2 separate regions of the Mus musculus genome follow, and region 1 is linked to region 2. A link is a contact called in public Hi-C data. All regions are on one chromosome and are shown on one strand. The core of a region is the stretch at or near the end of the contact, and the rest is flanking DNA. Distances in the headings are between cores, read along the strand shown. Region 1 holds the start of 8030443G20Rik (RIKEN cDNA 8030443G20 gene). Region 2 overlaps Rab3b (RAB3B, member RAS oncogene family).

What was found. Hi-C and Micro-C count contacts between places; a contact is called where the count stands out from the background.
Region 1: a contact with region 2 is called in a Hi-C map of olfactory sensory neurons, with 2.5 times the contacts expected there. The contact joins the promoter of 8030443G20Rik here to the enhancer-like site in region 2. A contact is called at or near these places in 1 of 39 promoter capture datasets (the C10 cell line), 1 of 15 datasets of contacts at CTCF or cohesin (the NIH/3T3 cell line), 10 of 484 Hi-C or Micro-C datasets (ECoMG myeloid progenitors, the F1.1 cell line, the HL-1 cell line and 7 more), 9 of 115 datasets of contacts at active chromatin or transcription factors (the 230-238 cell line, SST interneurons, bone marrow-derived macrophages and 5 more) and 4 of 9 other capture datasets (adipose tissue, embryonic stem cells, liver and 1 more).

The regions. Positions count from the first base shown.
Region 1 is chr4:108,970,409-108,973,607 of GRCm38.p6, forward strand. 8030443G20Rik (RIKEN cDNA 8030443G20 gene) reads right to left here and starts at 1,669. Exons shown (of 6, transcript NR_040664.1): 1 at 1,571-1,669.
Region 2 is chr4:108,904,448-108,907,363 of GRCm38.p6, forward strand. The region is part of intron 2 of Rab3b (RAB3B, member RAS oncogene family); the gene reads left to right. Among named protein-coding and RNA genes, the nearest start is that of Rab3b, 27 kb to the left of the region's middle. Within about 2 kb of position 1,639, at least 86 of the 459 cell types and tissues checked have an H3K27ac peak or open chromatin away from gene starts, as enhancers often do. A contact at or near this core is called in the 230-238 cell line, the HL-1 cell line, cortical neurons and 3 more, where this site is marked.

The DNA.
Region 1 (3,199 bases), core at 419-2,918, 66 kb after region 2:
AGCCAGATTAGGTTATATTAAAAGCAGGTTTATTGGGAAGCTGCTCTTCAGCAAGCCAGTTCACTGGCCCCAAGGACCGAGGGCAGGAAGTCACCAGGGGGGAAGGGGTATGGGGAAGGGGAGGGAGAAAGAGAGAAAAGGGCATATGTTCTGAGAGAGAAGAGAAATAGAAAAGAGGAGAGGAAGGGAGGGAGGGAGGAAGGGGGATAGTGAGAAAGAGAAAGGAGAGAGAGCAGAACGAAAATGTCTGGATTATATAGAGAAGAGTCTCTGGGGCAAGGGCAGCCCAGCCTCTGGGCTGGAAAGTTCAGGGTTTGGGGCAGGATATGCCAGGTTGAGGGATGTTGGGAGAACCTGGAGGCCAGGTCTGCTTTGATATGTAAGATGCACACCCCGGTTCCTTTTCACAGGGTCCAAAACCAAACACCTAAAATGTCTGACACCCTGGGTTTGGACTTCAGCACTCTATAAGCTAGGCCAGCCTCAGCTATTTAGGGAGTTTGAGGCAGGCCTGGGATACACGGGACCCTGTTCCAAAAAAGAAAAAAAGTTCAACCTCATTCCAGAATGGGTGGCTAGCGTTCAGTAATCTATTGAATATGTGGTTATGATGGGCTCAGTTTCTAGTGCCAAAATTGTTTCTGCCTGTTCTCATAAGAACATGGTCGTGAAGGATTGGAGCCTCATCCTTGTGACCTTGTTTGCCTTGATTGCGTTCTCAAAGATCCTACCTCCCACGATAGTCATCTGGGGTTAGGATATGAACACATGAATTTGTTGGGTGGCACAGCTCAGTCCATCACAGGGTCACACATTCCTTGGTTCTTATTGCCTCAGACTTAATGAGTCATCACAATGGAACCGGTAAACAAGCCCCAGGTCTTGGTCAGCAAGAAAATAAAGACTGTGTCAGCTGGCTGAGAGTCAATAATACACAAGCTGAGTAGTCTAGTGAAAAACTCTTTGACAGGCTTCTCAGAGTACTAAAATATGTGGTCCCTTTCAAGGAACCACACGAAACAATTAAAACTGTTCATCAAACATTGTTTTGACTATTCCATGTTTTACCCATTTGTTAACAGAAATTCAAGGGCAACTGTCACTGTGAGTGCTTCTACTAACTTGACACTAATCAGAGTCACCTGGGAAAATGGAACCCCAACTGAAATATTATACCCATCAGATTAGCCTGTCAGCCAGTCTATCGGGTATTTTCTTGATGAATTATTGGTTTGGGAGGGTCTAGCCCTCTGTGAGTGGGCAGATGATCCTGTGTTGTATAAAAATATACTGCAGACTGAGCAAGGCAGGGAAGCAAGCAGGGACTGCAGGGAGCGGTCTTCCTCCATGGTCTCTGCTTCCGTTCACGTTATCAGGTTCCTGCTTTGGCTTTCCTTGATGCCCTGTAAACATATATTTAGTTTAACTGTTTCCTTGTGTGCATTTCCTTGTAAACAGTCAAGCTAAATAAACCCACTTCTCCCCTTTCCTCACAACAGAAACCAAAGGAAAACACAGCGATAGCAAAATATTATGGTTCAAAGGAATGTTAAAGTTAATACAAGTGTACCTGGGAACAGTCGGGGCGAGAAATAAAGGGCTTGCAGCGGGCATGAGACAGCCAAGCTGACCAGATAAGAGGATTGTTCCACCTGTCTTGGAAGGCTCTAACTGGCTCCCAAGACAGCGTCCCCCACCCTGCAGCCCAAGTGCATATTTAAGGCATCACAGTCCTTGCGTGTATGATTGTATCTATTATAGCTAATCACAGCTAAATTGCAAGGACAGCTTCCAAGAAAGCTTCCACCCATGCCAGGAAGGACACTGTTCCTGTCTAAATAGGTGGGGGTAAAGGAAGATAGGAGGTAACCAAGGCAAACTGTAATTACATCCTGCTGACACATCTGCTAACAGAAATGTCCCTTTGTTGTTACATATCCTTGAAGATCGTTAGGTTCTTCTCACAGAAGCCAAGACACCACGAGTACTCTATCGGTGGGTCTGAATCCTCAAAAGACCTAAGTTCATTATTCTATCACTTTCGTTATGGTTTTGACAGCCACACCCCCTTGGTAGGAATCATGGTGGAAAATACCTAAAAGGAAAAACTGGTCCACCACAATTTGGGACAGAATAAGCATCACCTACCTACCACATGAATATGCTACCCACCTCATAAATATTTATATAATCACTTTAAAATCCACAATGCAGTAGCCACCCTGATGCTTCTCTCTGTGGGGCAGCCCACTTCAGGCCTCTTCGTGCTTGGTTTGCCTAGCATTACAGACTAAGCTTATGCTTCTCTCCTAAACAGATATCTGCTACTGTGCTGAATAAGTCTCTGTTCAAACTGTGTTTCTTGACTGAATGAAGCCCTTCAAGAAGAGAAGAATTGCCAGGCAGTGGTGGCGCACGCCTTTAATCCTAGCACTCGGGAGGCAGAGGCAGGTCGATTTCTAAGTTCGAGGCCAGCCTGGTCTACAAAGTGAGTTCCAGGACAGCCAGGGCTATACAGAGAAACCCTGTCTCAAAAAAAACAAAAACAAAACAAAACAAAAAAGAGAGAGAGAGATTGAGAGAGAGAAGAATTGGAAACACACCTCCCTCCCTCAACACCCCAAATAAGACCCCTGTCACTGCTATACATTTATAGTGCCCAAACCACATAAAGTCTCAGTGTCACAAACACCAGACGCTCACAACCGTAGCATCAGGAATCAGAATCAGGACATTAGTGACCTCAGCCCTCGGGGTTACTAAGATGACATCAGCTTGTTAAAGACCCTGTTTTTCATGAACATCATTCCTTTTGGGAAGCAGTGCTGAGAGAACTGCTTTCCTCAGAGCCCAAGGAAGAGATATCACTTCAAAAGCTAAGAGAATTTCTAAAGAGATGCTTGTGAACATAGACTTGAGCTTAAGCGTTGGTGGATGGGAAGAAGTGAATAGGGAGAATAAGAAGCATTTCAGGCTGAGGTGACAAGCAGGCTGAGAGTGAGGATCGGAATGCTAATCTGGGGCATTGATCCCGGAGGGAACTTCTGAATGGTTTAGACAATGACCCAGATCAGATGATGAGCACAGGAAATTGGGCTGTTGGACCAGTTCTAGGGAAATAGGGAAAGGCCCCTTCCTTCCCAAAAGCAAAGACAGGATTGCAATGTCAAGTAATCATTGACATTCCTCAGAACATGGC
Region 2 (2,916 bases), core at 389-2,888:
TTTTTCTCGGTGTTCTTTTTCTGCTCCAGGATCTCCTCCAGAACTCCACTTCTATTTAATTTAATTGCTCCCTCTCTGTTGGCTCGTCTTGGCTGTGATGATGTACTTTTAACCTTCATGTTCTGCCCACGCTGTTCTCTCCTCTCATGATCACCCATCTTCTCTCATTCTCTATCCAAAAATCCTCAATTGACTTTAAACCCTCAGTCCAAGTATCATCTGTTCTGGGTCCCCAAGCCTGGGTTAAAGCCCTCTTAATTCCCCATGTCTGCCATCTGTACTGTAAGTGTTTAGAACACACCTGTCTCCTCCCCAGTCTGAAGTTCCCCAGGGCCGTGGGTCTCACGCCTGCATCTCTGGCACCGAGCAGGAAGCCTTGTCAAGAGTAAGGGTTCTGGGGACTAAGGAGGTGACTCAGTGGCTGAAGGACTTGCTGTGCAAGTGTGAGAGCCTCGGTTCAGATCCCTTCCTCCGTGTGACAAGCTAAGCGCAACAGCACGCTTAAGTGGAAATTTCTGGTTTCTTTAACATCTCAGTTGTGTCACGTGATGTTTTTCTGGAAGCTGTCTTGTGAAAGCACATGTGATGTTTTGTTGAAAACAGACACTTGAGAGGGTAAGTGATAGTTAGAAAGAATATAAATGGAACCCACAAACAGTGAGAGGACATTCATGCATTATTATGCCTTGCAACACTTCATTTCTTCGCTGGTCTTCGATAGTCTTCTCTGGTCTACGTTGGTCTTCTTTTCCTAGAGAGAAATGTGCCAAAGAACTTCTTCTCATGGTATTCTGGCTGATTCTGGCCACTTTGGTGGAGCCTTGCGGTTTCTGCTGGATCTTTCTGCCACTACTGATTCATGTTTGGTGTTTCCTATTAAACTGGACTGCTGGTATCCTGAGAATGGAGAGTGTAATCGAAGGAGCTACTTCTAAACAAGCTCACCCTTGTCTGTTCTGTGGGATATGTCCCCATCTGCAGGCAGGTTCCTGCCTGGGGTATGAGGAATGTTAATTAGCCTCTCCTTTCTGGAGGGGCAGGGCAAGTGTTCCATGACCGTCCCAAAGTTCCTGAGCTGACCTTTTCAACAGAGGCCAGATGAGGGCATCAGATCCTCTGAAACTGTAGTTTCATGTGGGTGCTAGGGAATTGAACCCAGGTGCTCTTAACCACTGAGCCATCTCCCCAGCCCCCAAACTGACAGTTTTCAAAAGGGTTCTAAGCTTCCAGATTCTTTTGCTAGCCTTGGGAGGGAAGAAATAGGAAAGAAAGGGAGAAGAACTTGCGAACAGAGAAAGAAACCCTGAGATGATTCTGAAGATACCTTCTGCTCAGGCTGCCGTGAGGTGCCGATTTTTTTCATAAGAAGAGAAAGATGGTCCTCTTTGGATAGAGCTCTCTCTCCCTCACCAGTGTGTTGCTGTATCAAGTGATTAAGCTCAAAGCCTGGCATGGAAATTAACCACCAGCAGAGGCTTAATTAGCCTTTGAATTTTCTTCTAGCCGAAGTATGTTCTGCAGCTTCTGCTCATCTCTCTGTGTACTTCTTAGCGCCTCCCTCCCGCCTCCCATCTCCTGCCTCCCGCCCCTGAGGAATCTGAGGCTTGCTGGCTCCAGAGGAAAGAGCAGCAGATTGAGGGCAAACTGTAAGTTGAATGAACATGACTCATGTTTATACAGAGCTCGTCAGCTGCCGGAGCACTGTCACAACACCCCTTTTACCCTCCCATCAGTGCCCAGAGAAGAATATTATTGACAGCACTATTTTGCAGTTAAGTCTAGCTCTCAGGGAGCCAAATAACTGGCTCAAGGTCACATGCTAGGAAGTGGCAGAGCCAGGGGAGGGGGATTGGGGAGGTGTGTGTGTGTGGGTGAACTTAAATGCACTTGATCCTCAAATCCCTAGCCTTCCTGCTGCCCCCTCATGGCACCTTCATGGTGCTTACAGTGTTTCATTTAAACCCTGTAAGTAGGGACTGGGGAGGTGGCCCAGTGTGTGAACTACTTTGCTGCACACCTTGGTAATTCATAGAGCAGATACAGCAGAGAATTAGGAAGGCTGTCAGGTCAGACCCCCTGGTTCGGGTCTTTCTTTACCTGCTGTGTGACCTCAGGCAAGGTATTTAACCTCAGCCTCATCTGTACAACGAGTATGAAAAAGGAACCTCTCAGGAAGTTATAGGAATTAGTACTTGCCTGCCCTACCCTTTTGTAACTCCCTGCCCTCAGCCGTGACTGCTGCCTGTGGTTATTGGAGAGAAATGGAATCCTAGAGGAAGAAGTGGGCAAGCTGAATTCTGAATGACAAGCAGGAGTTGGTTTAGGAGGGCTGGGGCTATAGCTGCTCCAGGCAAAGGAAACAGGAACTTTTCAGAATAGGCTGTTGAGGCTGGACTTGGTTGCCCGAACCTTTAATGCTAGTCAGTACTCAGCAGACAGATGCAGGAAGATCTTGTGAGTTCTGGTCTACAGAACAGCCTGGTCTACAGAGTGAGTTCCAGGTCAACTAGGGCTGTTACACAGATAAACTGTCTCAAAAAAAAGCAACAACAATAACAACAACAAAACAGGCTGTTGGGGACTTAAGGTGGCAAAAAAGTAGGAAAAAGAAATTGGAGAGGAGTGCCATGATCCTTGGGCCCCAAAGTTAGAAAGCCAGGTATAACTTAAGTAGCTTGGGACCAGGGAAGGCAGTATAACACGGGTCAAACCCTGAGTCCCTTGCATTTGTCAACTTGTAACGTTGGTGAGTACTCTTGAGTTCCCTTTAGACTGCTCAACTCAAAGTCTCTTTATGAGGGTTGTTGCAGCATTAATACCCGGAAATTACCTGCCATAGATCCTGATGCTATGGACTCAATGCATGTTGGCAATTATTATTTGATTGTAACAATCACTATGCCCTGACTAGGGATA